Regions from separate parts of the Gossypium hirsutum genome. Here region 1 is linked to region 2. Evidence: chromatin contacts called from public Hi-C data. All regions are on one chromosome and are shown on one strand. Each heading gives the region's core, a stretch centred on a gene start, on an enhancer-like site or on the middle of the called end of the contact. The rest is flanking DNA. Distances are from core to core; before and after follow the strand shown. Region 1 has its middle 26 kb from the start of LOC121212725. Region 2 holds the start of LOC107895077.

Region 1 (6,715 bases), core at 768-3,267, 110 kb after region 2:
ATATAAGTTTATAATACTCTAAATATATATAAAAAAACTCAAAAATTATACATAAAATAATTTAACATAAATAAAAAAAAGAAAAAAAAGCTTGTAAAGTGAAATTCCCTCGTCCCTTTAGTTTTTTCTTTTCTTTTAGGGTTTATTTTTCTATAAAAGATTGTAATAGGTATAAAAAGAATGATTATAACAATTTTGCCCCTAAATTTAAAATTTTTGCCAATGCCGAATTCTAAATTAAGCAATATCAAAGAATGAGATAAGTTTTAGTGGTAGTTATAGTGATATTTTGAATTATATTATACAATTTAATAGTTTATATTATATTTTCCTTTCCCCTTCAAAATAGTTGATATTGTATTTATATTTAAAGAAATAAAGAGCATATACATCATGTAAGAAACCCTAAATGTAAATTGTAAAGTTCATTGAAACTAGAAGATTTACATATTTATAATTACACAGTTCTCTTATAGAAATGGTTATCTATTCCCTTTCTTCTTTGTGCAACTTTATAATCACATTCAAGCAATAAAGAAAAGAAAAGCAGAACCAACCTTTACACTTTGAAGTTGAGTTATTTATTACTACTTTATATTATGTTACTCCTAAGTGTAATCATCAATTATTCATAATAAGTAGATTTAATTTGTTTTTTTTTAAAGGTTTTTTTAATATGTTTGGATAGTTTTGAATAATCATATAATAATGCCGCAAACGTATTACACAATAGAATCCTAGTTGTATCGAAGAAAGAGAGGAAGAAACATAGAAGAATTTAGAGAGGAGAAAATAGGGTAAACTTTAGTCCAAAATCACATTCTACATGCCTTTCATTGCTCATTTCAGAATATAGCAACTCAGAGAAAGAAGTATGGTACAAAGCTGTCATTTCGGTTATGGATAGCTATCCCTCTCAGCTTAACATTTCATTAAAACAGTTACATCAACACTTAAGACAAAACGCACCATTTTTGCTTCCTTCACAAAAACTCCCATTTTAACTAAAGTAAAATAAAAGTCAACATTTTAAATTAAAAGTGCAACAGAAAATACTAAAATTTAAAAACAACATTTTGTCCGTTAACAATACTCTTTCGCTAAAGTAGATCCTTGTCCTCAAGGATCAAGGTTGGGGTATCGTTGCTGCAGCTTTGGCCAAGATTCCCATGTAGCATCCTCAGGAAAACTGTTCACCCACTCCAGAAGCACTTCAGTTGCTACTTGATTATTTTTCTTAACCATACGATGGTCAAGGATTCTGACAGATTCTTTAAGAATCATGCCATCAGGGTTTATCAAAGGAAGGGTAGGCTATACATGCTAATGTCCCACATGATGCTTAAGTAAGGAAACATAGAATGTGGGATGAATCTTTGAGTCTAGCAGTAACTGAAGGGTGTAGGCAACAATACCAACCTTGGACAAAACTGAAATGGACCAAAATAATGTGGAGAGAGTTTCTGGTTAGTAAACTTCCGTAGTGAATGCTGCCGATAAGGTTGTAACTTCAGGAAAACCTAGCTTCCTTCTTGGAAGGATCTTTCACTTCTATGTTGTTTAGCATAATGTTTCATTCTGTCCTGAGCTCACTTGAGATGATAGTGACAGATATGCCTTGTAGCTTCACATTGTTGTAAACTACGGTCCACATGATCCACCCTAGAAGAGCCAGCCAAATAAGAAAGGTGGTGGGGTGGTGTCTGACCATAAAAAGCCTTGTTGGGAGTGGTGTTAATGGATGTGTGGAAGGTGGAATTATACCACCACTTAGCCAATGAGTTCCAAGCAAACTAGTTACCGGTTCTTTCTCATGTCATGCAACATAGGTAGTTCTCCAAACACTTGTTTAAAATCTACGTTTGACCATCAGATTTCGGGTGGTATGTCATAGTCAAGTACAACTTGGTTCCCAGCCTTTTAAATAGTTCTTGCTAGAATAAGCTAACCTATATCCAATCTCAGTTCGAAATAATGGAATCCAGCAACCTATGGAGCTTATAAACATGGTCAAGATGGGCTTGGGCTACTGTAACAGTTGTAAAGGGATGAGAGAGTCCTACAAAATAAGCATATTTAGTGAGTGTATCCACTATTACAAGAATGGAATTCTTTCCCTTAGAAGGGGTTAATCCCTCGAAGAAATCCATGTTCACTCCGAACCAAGCGAGAGTAGGAATTGGGAGTGGTTGAAGTAGCCTAAGATGAGCAGAGGTATCATACTTGTTTCGTTGGCAAACAAAGCATTCTCTCACCCACTGTTTAATAATTGTATTCATCCCTTTTCCAGTAAACCATACTTGCAAGTCATTGTCTCATAGCATGGATGCTCGAATGCCCCTGTGGAACTCTCATGAAAATAAGAAACTAGGGCTTTTTGAAGCTCTTGATCCTTTCCAATCACAAGTTTCCCATTTCTTCTTAAAAAATGAACATCCCAATTGTACTTTGATGGGATGAAGGTTGGGCTTATAGCTTCAAACAAATTTTGTTAAAACGAGGGTCCTGTTGCCAAGCTTCTTGTACTCGAGCTAATAAGCTATATACCGTCGAACTATCTTCCAATTGTAAACACTGTCCTTTAGCTCCAATACGCTGTCTCAAAAGAGCATCGACTCCTACGTTGGTGCTTCCCATCCTATACAGCACATGAAAGTTATAACTAAGCATTTTTTGCGACCCATTTATGTTGAAAAAGGGTAACAGCCTGCCGGTCAGCTAGGAATTACAAGCTTTGATGGTTAGTTCGAATGCAAAAATGACGACCAACCAGATAATGATGCCATTATTTTACTGCCAAAGGAGCCACTTGCATTTCCTTTTCATAAATCGACAAAGACTTGCTAAAAGAATTGTGGGGTGCCCTTGTTGTTGTAAAACTGTTCCTACTATGGAGATACCGACATCGGTGTCCAAATAAAAAACAAGCTAAGATTTCAGTAGGGCAAGGACGAGAGCAGAACTAAGGGCAATTTTTAAGGTGGTGAAGGCCTTGTCAGCTTGTTGAGTCCAATTCCATTCACTTACTTAAGCAAGTCAGTGAGTGGCCTTGCTATCGTGCCATAGTCTTTAATGAATCTTCGCTAATACCCTGAAAGACCAAGGAACCCTTAAATTCTATAACACACGGAGTCAGCTAATTTATTATACTGGTAACCTTGTTTTGGTCCACTGCCACCTTCTCTTGAGATATAACATGTCACATGTACTCTATTCGAGTGGCCCTAAAATAACATTTCCTTTTTTGGCATATGATTGTTGGTGTCTCAAAACCTCAAAGACAATCATGAGATGCCTCAAATGATCCTACTAAGAAGAGAAATAAATAAGGATGTCATCAAAGATAACAAGTACAAAGTTCCGTAGCCAAGGTTTAAAAATTGAATTCATCAAAGCTTGGAACGTGGAAGGTGCATTTGTTAAGCCGAAAGGCATGGTTAAAAATTTGTAGTGGCCCTTGTGCATCTAGAAGGTCGTTTTATGGATGCTAGGTTCTCACATTCAGATTTGGTGTTAATCGAAACGAAAGTATAGATTGGAAAATATTTTGGCTTGCCTAAGTTTATCAAAGAGCTCTTCTATTACAGGAATAGGGAAATTTTCTTTAATTGTTAACTGGTTTAATTGTTAATAATCCACACACAGTATCCATTCTCCATTTTTTTAACCATCACTATAGGGGATGCAAAGGAGTTGTTGTAGTCCTTAGTGATCCCTGCCTGAATCATTTCACAGACTATCCTTTTCATTTCTGTTTTCTAAATGGCAATATACATGTATGGTTTTATTTTAACCACAACTGGTTCATCCTTCAAGGGTATTTTATGGTCTTGTAGTCGAGAATGTGGGAGACCCTTTGGTTTTTGAAAAACATCATAATAGGTTTGGAATATAGATTGAAGCTCTTGGTTGAAACTAACATCAGTTGCCATCAAACTAGCTTGTACCATGTCCGTGATAACCATAGCATATAAGTGGTAACTCTTGAAAAGAGTTCTATTTTAGGCCTCTAGATGGAATTAATTGTTTTCTTAATTAAGTAAATACATTTGCATTTCTAGGATAATTTTAAAACATTGCATAACAAAGCTTGGATTGCGCTATAATGGTCATCATTTATTACTTTTATTACTTGAGGAAGGAAAAGTTATGGTTGGACACAGGTGCAGGTAGAAGAAGAGGATGAAGAAGATGCAGAAGGAAAAAAAGGGAAGTGAAACATTGCCGTGGCAAATGGTGAGATTAATTGTCAACACAATTGCCATGGCAATTCTAGAAAGGTGACTCAGCACTCTATCCATGTCACTCTCAGCTAGTTGGACGTGTACCAGAAAAATAACCTTGAAAAAGAGGAGAAACAAATGTTTGCTAAGGGAGACGTATCTACCCAATAAAAGAAGGAGAGAGAAGAAAAAAAGAGAGGATAATTTGTGTGAGAAAAAAATTGGTGACAACGATTTTTCTCTCATTTGGAGAATTCCAAAGAAAGAAAGGGTAACAACTTAAGAAAGCAGAATACAGACGTGAAGAATGGAGAGAAACAGCTATCCTAGATTCACGTACAATCTGAGAATCAAAGAGAAGTTGGAGTGTGGCTAGAATTCCTACATTTCTGCCTTTATTTTCTTGATTTCTGTGATTCGAATTGATTTGAGAATGGTGATGAATGATTTTATTTTGATGTTAACTTTTCCACCCATGAACTAAATCTTTTCTAGGTTGGAGTTATTTCGGTGAATGTTTTATCATCTTTAATTACCATGATTTTACATTGTCTATTTCACTGTTTTATTCAATTTATGCTTATTTTAAATACATGCATGCAAGCTCTAGACATAGTTGATTGTGTGTTATGTTCTTATATGTATTTTTAATTCTGAAAAGGTTAAATATATTGGATCTTGAATCGTTTGGTGCAAGCGAATACTCGAAAGAATATTTGTAGCACTCTAGACATAGATGTTGCAAGTTGTACAAAGAAGATTCATTATAGTTACTAATCTAGAGTTCTGTAGACATAGAATAACTTAGATTTCTAGCCTAAAATTTAGCTATCAAAAGAGGCAGGTTATAGTAGTGACTCTCTGATTAGACAATATTTTTCCATGGCATTATTTTGATATTAACATTTCACCTAAATAATTCCAGCACTGTTCATTCAACAACAGAAATACTCTTGCTTTTCTATGTAATTTTCCATATCAATTATTTGTTTTTAGCATTTGATTTCACTAATTCATTATACAAATATCTTATTCAACTTGAGAGTATTTTCTGCTATTTAGTATAGTCAATAGAATTGTAATAACTTACTCAATTTCTTACCAATTTTCGATCCCTGTGGAGACAATACTTACTTATCACTTTATTACTTGAACGATGTGTACACCTGCACAATTCAATTAGTTACTTACCTGCAAAAATAAGCTTTGTCCTTTCCACAACATAGTCAAACATTTGGTAGATTGATTGTGTCCCAGTAATAGGATGTGACCTGGCTGTATACCTTCCAATAAACATTGTTGACCATTGTAGATAAATTTCATTGTCAGGGATCTAAATTCCCAAGTGATGGGTCCTAAGGTCTGGAGCCATTGTACCCCTAAGACTAAATCGCATTCCCCCAATTGTAGTACTAGGAAATCAATTTGGAAGTAGGCAATAGATGTGGACCACAATAATTTCCTACAAACCCCACTGGTTGACAAGATAACCCCATTAGCAATACAATTTTAGCACTTATAAAATTATGGGTGTTTCCTAAATAAACAATAAGAATGACTTTAGTGTTCCCAACATTGGTAGCCACTGTAACAGCCTAATTTTGGACTTAGTCAGAATAGTGATTTCGTGTAATACCCCCAAACCCGGCCTAGACGCTATGGCTGAATCTGGTGGCGTCACATGTGAGTGCTTTTTAGAAAAACCTTAGCAAGTTAAAAGTCGTCCAATTTGTTATCTTTACTTAAATCGTGAAATCTCTATTCCAAATATTAAGTGAAAACATTTCATTAATGCAGAAGCTAAAACATCATTAATTCATAAATCAATAATCTAACAATTTAAAATCCCCAAAATAAACCCAAAATAAATATTTAAATAAAGCAGACAAACTAAAGTGTTACTCAAAAATCCGTAAATATCTACCAATGGTCACCATCGAGCCCTCCGTCACACCGATCCATCTATTGCTGAAGATTACATGAACAGATAAATAAATAAAGGGGTGAGTTTTCGTAACTCAGTGTGTACATCCCCACAAACAACATGCAGACAAATAGATAACAGAATATAGTTATTCGGCCTCAGCCGTATAGATATTGCATGCATAATAGATCAGATGTCAGAAATATCATGCCTACCAACCCTGCACACCATCTCCGTCCAACCCAACATACCATGTGGGGATAAAATCGACTCACCCATCCCTGCACACCATATAGGGGGATATAATTGACCCATCCAACCCTACACACTATAAAGTACCGCATCGCGGCACATATCATAAATATGCAGCTTAGCTGCCAGATAACGGGCTTATGAAGCCCTTCAGGTACTCCCTTCACTTCGTCAAACCCACCCCGATGCAATGCATCATACAAGCATGGCATGCTATAATGCAGACAAACAGATCATACCTTTATTTACAGAACAGAACAGATCAGATAATCATGCTAAGTATATCATGCATACCCATACATCACAAAATTAAGAG
Region 2 (6,612 bases), core at 929-3,428:
CACAAAGACGAACGACCCGTGGCACGTTTACTTTTCATCAACCATGTAATGCCTATGAGAGGATATAATTTACCTATGTCTCAGGTTATAAATTCCACATCAACTTTCGGCTCCTTATTTATTCAAACTTATACTTTTACTTACATCAAAGTATATGAGTCACGTATACATAGTCTGCCATCCACCCAAGATTTAGGTATGCCACACTATGAGCGTCACAAGCGAATAAATCCATAAACGGATTTAGGATCTATTCTACTTGGATCCAATTCGATGTACTGTTAATCCAGTCAGTCACATCTATGTCTTTATCTTCTAAGAGTCATCCGCTTCGATGCCCAAGACAAAACATCTCCCCAATTGGACTTGATAGGTGAAATATTAGTCTTTCAATCGGTTTGTTCAGTTCCGATTAGACTAAGGACATGTTTAGGTTTATCTACTAATACAAGTTGTCTTTCTATATTACAATCTGACCACGTAATATCACTAAATATTAATTAAACAATAGAAAACCAATGAGTAACATTTACTTCCATTTTACTTTGCATACAAAAACCATTTGAGGACAATATACAAAGTATTAATGTAATTCATGAATAATTTTATTAACTAATTTGTTCAGAAATTTACAAGTGTACTTTGACGAAAATACTACACTTAGGACACCAGATCCAACATGGACATCTGGTCGAGCCATGTCAGTTGTCCCATTAGGTTTGTACCAAAAAATGGGCTTGGGTAATTAATTTATCATTTTTCAAAAATATTAATGATTAATCTACCACTTTTCGTAAATATTAGTGACTAATTTCACACCATTGAAAGTTAAGTAAATGCTGGTATCCTTTTCCCTTGCTTTTTTCCTCCTTCAACATGAAACCATCTCCTCATCTCTCTTCGTGGTTTCAGCCATGCTAAAAAATGATAGTAAAGATAAAATAATACAACCACTGTCTTTGCTTTCTATCTAGCCAACAATAGGGCTAATTGCCAAACCAGCCGTCGTCATTCCTTCCTCTACCCTCTTGCTTTTTTTTCCCTTCAACTGAAAAGAATCTCCTCCTCTCTTTTCATGGTTCCTACGATGGGCACATCTGTTTGCTTTTGTTGGATCTTGCTCGACAGAATGAGAGGATCCTTGGCCAAAAACCTTTGTGAGAGAAGTTAGCTGAGGCCTTTTTGGCTTCTTTCCTTACCAACGATGATTTTGTTTGGTTCCATTTCTCTACCATTTTAGCGTTTGCAACTCCTTAGTCGATGTTACTTATATTTTTCTTTCTTTTTTATTTTCCAGGTTAGTGTTCCTTGCTTGCTAGCTATTAGGATCGTCCCGAATAAGCAACGAACAAGTAAAAATAGTAGAAGAAATTGAGAAGATGAACACACAAATTTAACGTGGAAAAACCCCTCAAAAGAGGATAAAAAACCACGGGCAAAGATAATTTTACTATAATGGCAAAAGAATGAAGAGTACAAAAGATGGAGATAAAAACTAAACCCCAAAAACCCGATAAAACAAAGAACCCTCAAACGTAAACACAAAATTCTCTGAATGTGTTATGAGTTCTAATCTAATGGGTGTCTATTAATTCTAAGATTGTAAAGGAGCCTATTTATAGGCTAAATTAGTAAGTCAAATAAACTATACTAATAAATGCTAAATATATTATACTAATAAATACTAAATCTTCTAGAAAGAAAATATATTTTTGTTTAACTTGACTTGCAAGCAATCTCTTAGAATTTGGGTCACACAATTCTAACACTAGCCTTTGTTATTTTTTGGGGGGCATGGATGGGGTCGCCACCGTTTAAGTTCCCAGTTGGTCGAAGCTTGATAGTCCTTGGCTTTCGTCACACAAACTCTATTTTTGTTAGTGGTTGGGGCCATTTTTATGGCTAATGGGTCTCTTCCGTCGCTGCTCATGATTGGCTTTAACGGTGGTCGATAACTTCCTTTTTTCAGTTTGGCCGAGGCGTGGTCTTTGCCGAAGGCATTCATGCTGACAACCGGTGCAGCCCCCTTGCATCTCTACTTCCCCAACATCCTTTGGCACTTCCTTTCCCTCCTATTCTGATGATAGCAAGGGTCAAATAGTTGAATATCGTGGGGAGCTGGGCTTGTTTGGACCTTGTTTCTATTATTACATCTTTTGAGCTGTTTTGAGACGTTTCTACTATTGGGCTTTTTTGGGCCCTTGTTGTTCTTGATCCCATTTTTTCGATGGATGCCGTAAGTTGAAAAGAAAAAAGAAAAAGGAGGAAGGAAAAACAAGCTGTACTTATCTGAGAGGCATTGCGGCAGATTACCCAGAAAACAAAAGGAGAATCAAACGAAGACGAAGTAAAAAGAAGGAAATCTGAGCAAAAATTCCAAGAAATAACGAAAGTAATAGTTGTACTGCATAAGGCTCTGAAATGGGGGATAACAAGGAATTGACGCCGTCAAAGTATGACATGAACGCAAAATGGGACGCCTGCATCGATCTCACTCTCCGCCGCTTCGTTTATTCATCCTTGGCTGGCGCTTTTGGTGGCCTCCTTTTCTTCAGTTTGTTCTCTTTCCCTAATTTCTTTATTTCTTTCTCCTTTTTAAGATATGTTGTTTTCGATTTGCCCCATTGCAGATTAGCCTAAATGGTTCTACAAATTTTGTATTCTCATATCCACTTTTTATCTTTCATCTAGTTGTTTCTATGTTGTTCTGCACTCGGTAGCGTTCGCTCTTCCAGTTATATATGCGCCTGCTCTACATTCATAGCTGTAGATGTTAATGTAAATATGATGTATATACATGTCCAAAATATGTAGGGATTTAAATTGCTGTCGTGGATACTTTTTTGGATGTGTTGTGTTTATTGGTTGCGAGTGCGAGGTATGTTACTACAATCAGTTGCAGCAAATATCTACAGTGAATACTGGTGGCAAAGAGAGCCACAAATGCAAATTGCAGCCATAATATCGTGCTATGGCTGCTATTTACATTTTTGTTGTGCACTTTACCATCCATTTAAGTGGCAACGTTTGAGACCAAGTGGCTTCCTTAAGGAGAACCTTGCATCCCTGCATGTTGGTTTTGATTCACCTTATATTCCAACACCAGAAGTAGCTCCTTTTTGCCTTTGTTGTAAATTGCCTAGAAATGACGAGGAACTTGATTAAGGCTCTGCTTTGTGGGGAGAGTGGAAAGGAACTGTTTATGATTTATGACTCATAGCCACCTTCAATCATCAATGCTACCTGGAAAAGCCTAAACGGTTGAAGTGATTATGCATTTTAACTTTTTACTAGATGTTAATCTAAGCCGTGGACAAAGTAAACTGAGTTCTTCCATTTTGAATTGCTTCAGTTTTCTTCTAGTACTTGTATTTCCAGGCATTGTCGCTATCATGCCTTTCCGTTTTTATGCTTTCTGCTTTGCATGTCTTCCTTAATCCTTCCTTGAGTTAATAACTTTGATTTGTCCTGTCAGGGAGTCCAGTGACTCGATGGGCATCTGTAGCTTTTGGTGCTGGGATTGCGATTGGATCCGCATACACTGATTGTTCTTGTCTTTTTGGTGGATATTCTCCAAAGTTGGCTCCTCCGAAGCTTGATGATGCTCCTGCACCCAAGGTTGAACTAATGTTTTATTGAACTATGGGTTTAATCTTCTGGACTCTTCCTTTTTCTAGGTTGCACATTCATGTTCTAATTGTTTAGTGTAATCCTTTGTCCACTACAAATGTTAAAATTTTCTTCAACTTATCAACAGTCATCTCAAGGTGTTAAATGAGAGGATATGCATCAGCACTGGTGGGGTCATTCTGGGTTAGGTTATGAATGCCCGCTAATCGATTTTGTGATCGTCAACTTCAATGCTCACACTCAACCAACTTTATTAGAGCCATCTAAGAGTAATCAATCTGAATTAAAAAAATGGTGATGATGAGTGAACCTTTTTCGTAGGTTAATTTCTTCTAACAATGACTAGAATTAGATGTATGTATATATAAAAATCTGAAATATTGTGGAAAGTGAAACTGTGATGCTGATGAATCAAATATGGGCATTGGCATATATTTCAATTACTGAGCTGAAACAACTTTCATTGAGCTTTTCTTGAATAATTGCTTAAAATGTCATAAACCATCAGGTTATTAATTGTTTCTCACCTAGAGTACGCCCTACTCGTAGGCCCTTGACCTTTGAGTAGCCCTGTTAAAATAAAATATAACGACCTATAGGTTGAAAATTGAAGGGGGTGTTCAGGTTTTTATGGAGTACTCCACCCCAAGCCCATCTATGCAAAAACATAGGCATCAGATCAACTTATATTTGAATAGGGACCGGAGGTCTCTAGTATAAATTATTGCTTAACTTTTATGAAAGGCATTTTGATGGGAAAGTTGTGTGTAAAAATCTGCTGCTGCAAGGGGAAAAAATATTTTTTGCCAGTGCCCAAGCATAGCCAATTTCTCAGGTGAAAATGTCTCGTTGGTTATTGGCCCCAGTGTAGTGGATTATCTTTGCATAGAGCCTTGGCAGTTTAGGGCAACTATTCTTGTCCAGAGTAGATGTTGTTGTTGATTTTCCTGACACTTTTACAGTCTGGTCTATTAAGTTCTAACTTTATCAAAAATCTGCATAGCAAGGATGCTTCTAGATTTTAGTTTATTTCAATATTATTCTGCATATTATATGTTTCAAGAATCTCTATAAGAAAGTTAATTTACTTCTCTTTTCTTTTTCCAGGAGCAAGTGGAGTGAGTTGATGTTGTTGAAGTTCCTCTAAGATTATATGTTGGTGGGTAAACAATTAACTTGTTGCACCAATTGTTTGTTATGGATCACATTATCTTTTATCATGTAATTCTATCAAATGAGTAAACACAATTTGAAGCGGAAAAATAAAAACAAATACTTCTGTTGAAGTCTTGCATTTTGTGAGATTATTGTTGAGAGTTGGACTTGATTTATCTGCTGTGTGTTGATATCTAGAGTTCTTTTTCAGCTGCCTCATGTCATAGAAAAATTAAGGATGCATGTGTAGGTCATATTTTGTCCCTATCTTTTCTTTATTTCTTCTCCTGCCCTAGTTGAACTCTCTGCCCTAGAAGCTAGCTTTTGAGATTGGGTTGGAGCTTCTTTAGCTTGGTATCATAACTAAGTTCCTTGCCCGTTTCGTTATTTTGCTTGTTGTACCATGTTTCACGAAGTATTGAACTATTTACTTTACAACCTAGCTTTTGAACTTAGGTTTGAGTTGCTTAAACCAGAGTGAGGATGGTGGACGGTGCAATTAGCCATCCAGAAACCACACTGCACAAACAAATTATTGTTCCACCTTTCCATTTTTTGTCATCTTAAATCCTCACATAACCTTGGAGCTTACTGCAACTATGTCCAAAATAGAACGAGTTTAGCCTCAGCACCTGAATTATGTAAAAAATTTAGGATGAACTGTGCTTACATTTCTTCAGGTTATTTTGGAGGTATTTTTTAATAATTTAATAATTTTACAAGAATGGCTCATTTTCTGATATAACTTCCAAGGAAGTTGGATTGCTTTAGACACGTAGCAACAGTTAATAGATAGATTGAATGAGAGTGAGATGGTAAATATCAAGCATTTCCTTAATTTTAGAGCAACAAAGTCTACGTTTTCGTTGTTATTGAAGTTGAAAAAGACTCAACGATTTCAACATAATTGATTTCTGACCAACTTCATCCTCCTACTAATCTTCGGTAAAATACTCAAATGGCACAATGTTTAATGCATTAAAAATTACCATTTAAATTTCATACATGAATCATGATATTCAGTCTGACAATTTTAACTCTTCATCTATCTTTATTCCCAGCATAAATTTAGAACTATGAATTTCGATGAATGTAAAATGTGGTGTTAATTACACATGAATACTTAATTTTGATTTAATTGTATATATTTTTAAAAAATAAGATATTAAATTATTTTTATGTTGGGTGAATATAATTATTTATATATACAATCAGTAAATGTAAAATTGTATTACTTTTATAATTGTGTTAATTGTTTGTAGAAATTTAATCAAAATTAAAATATCAATGTATACCATTGCACCAAATCAAAATTCTTAAAATTTATTTAAAATATAAAAAAATATAAAAAATCAAAAAATTCTTAAAAATTTCCAAAAAAAATCATATAATTTTAAAGGTAAATTATACAATTAGTCACCCAATTATTAGCATGTCCTTATTTTGGTCACCAAATTATAAAAATTTTCAATTTCGCCACTAACGTTTTCAGTCTATCACCCTCCATTAAATTATTGACGTAAATGATGACATGATCTTTTTTAATTTGTATAATAACACATTTATTCCTCAACATTTACATATTTTATCAATTTGATCTTAATTCTAAATAATTCAATAAATTTAACCCTCTACATTTATAAATTCTATCAATTTGATCCTCAAACACATTAATCATAAATAGGAATTATAAATATTAAAAAAATATAGCATATTTGTATAGGTAATATAAATATGTTAATATTACAATATATATTTGCTTAAAAGAAAATTTTAACTTAAGTTATATCACATCTGATTCTTATTTAATATTATATTTGCAAATTA

What was found. A called contact is a pair of places that touch in the nucleus more often than the background predicts.
Region 1: a contact with region 2 is called in a Hi-C map of hypocotyl, with 3 times the contacts expected there. The contact joins the enhancer-like site here to the promoter of LOC107895077 in region 2. A contact is called at or near these places in 14 of 34 Hi-C or Micro-C datasets (anther, callus, cotyledon and 4 more).

The regions. Positions count from the first base shown.
Region 1 is chrA13:85,671,199-85,677,913 of Gossypium_hirsutum_v2.1, forward strand. No RefSeq gene overlaps it. Among protein-coding and RNA genes, the nearest start is that of LOC121212725, 26 kb to the right of the region's middle. Within about 2 kb of position 2,018, at least 2 of the 9 cell types and tissues checked have an H3K27ac peak or open chromatin away from gene starts, as enhancers often do. A contact at or near this core is called in hypocotyl and stem, where this site is marked.
Region 2 is chrA13:85,557,609-85,564,220 of Gossypium_hirsutum_v2.1, forward strand. It overlaps LOC107895077, which reads left to right and starts at 2,179. Exons shown (of 3, transcript XM_016820289.2): 1 at 2,179-2,554; 2 at 3,476-3,618; 3 at 4,738-4,916. The coding sequence starts at 2,422. The coding sequence ends at 4,752.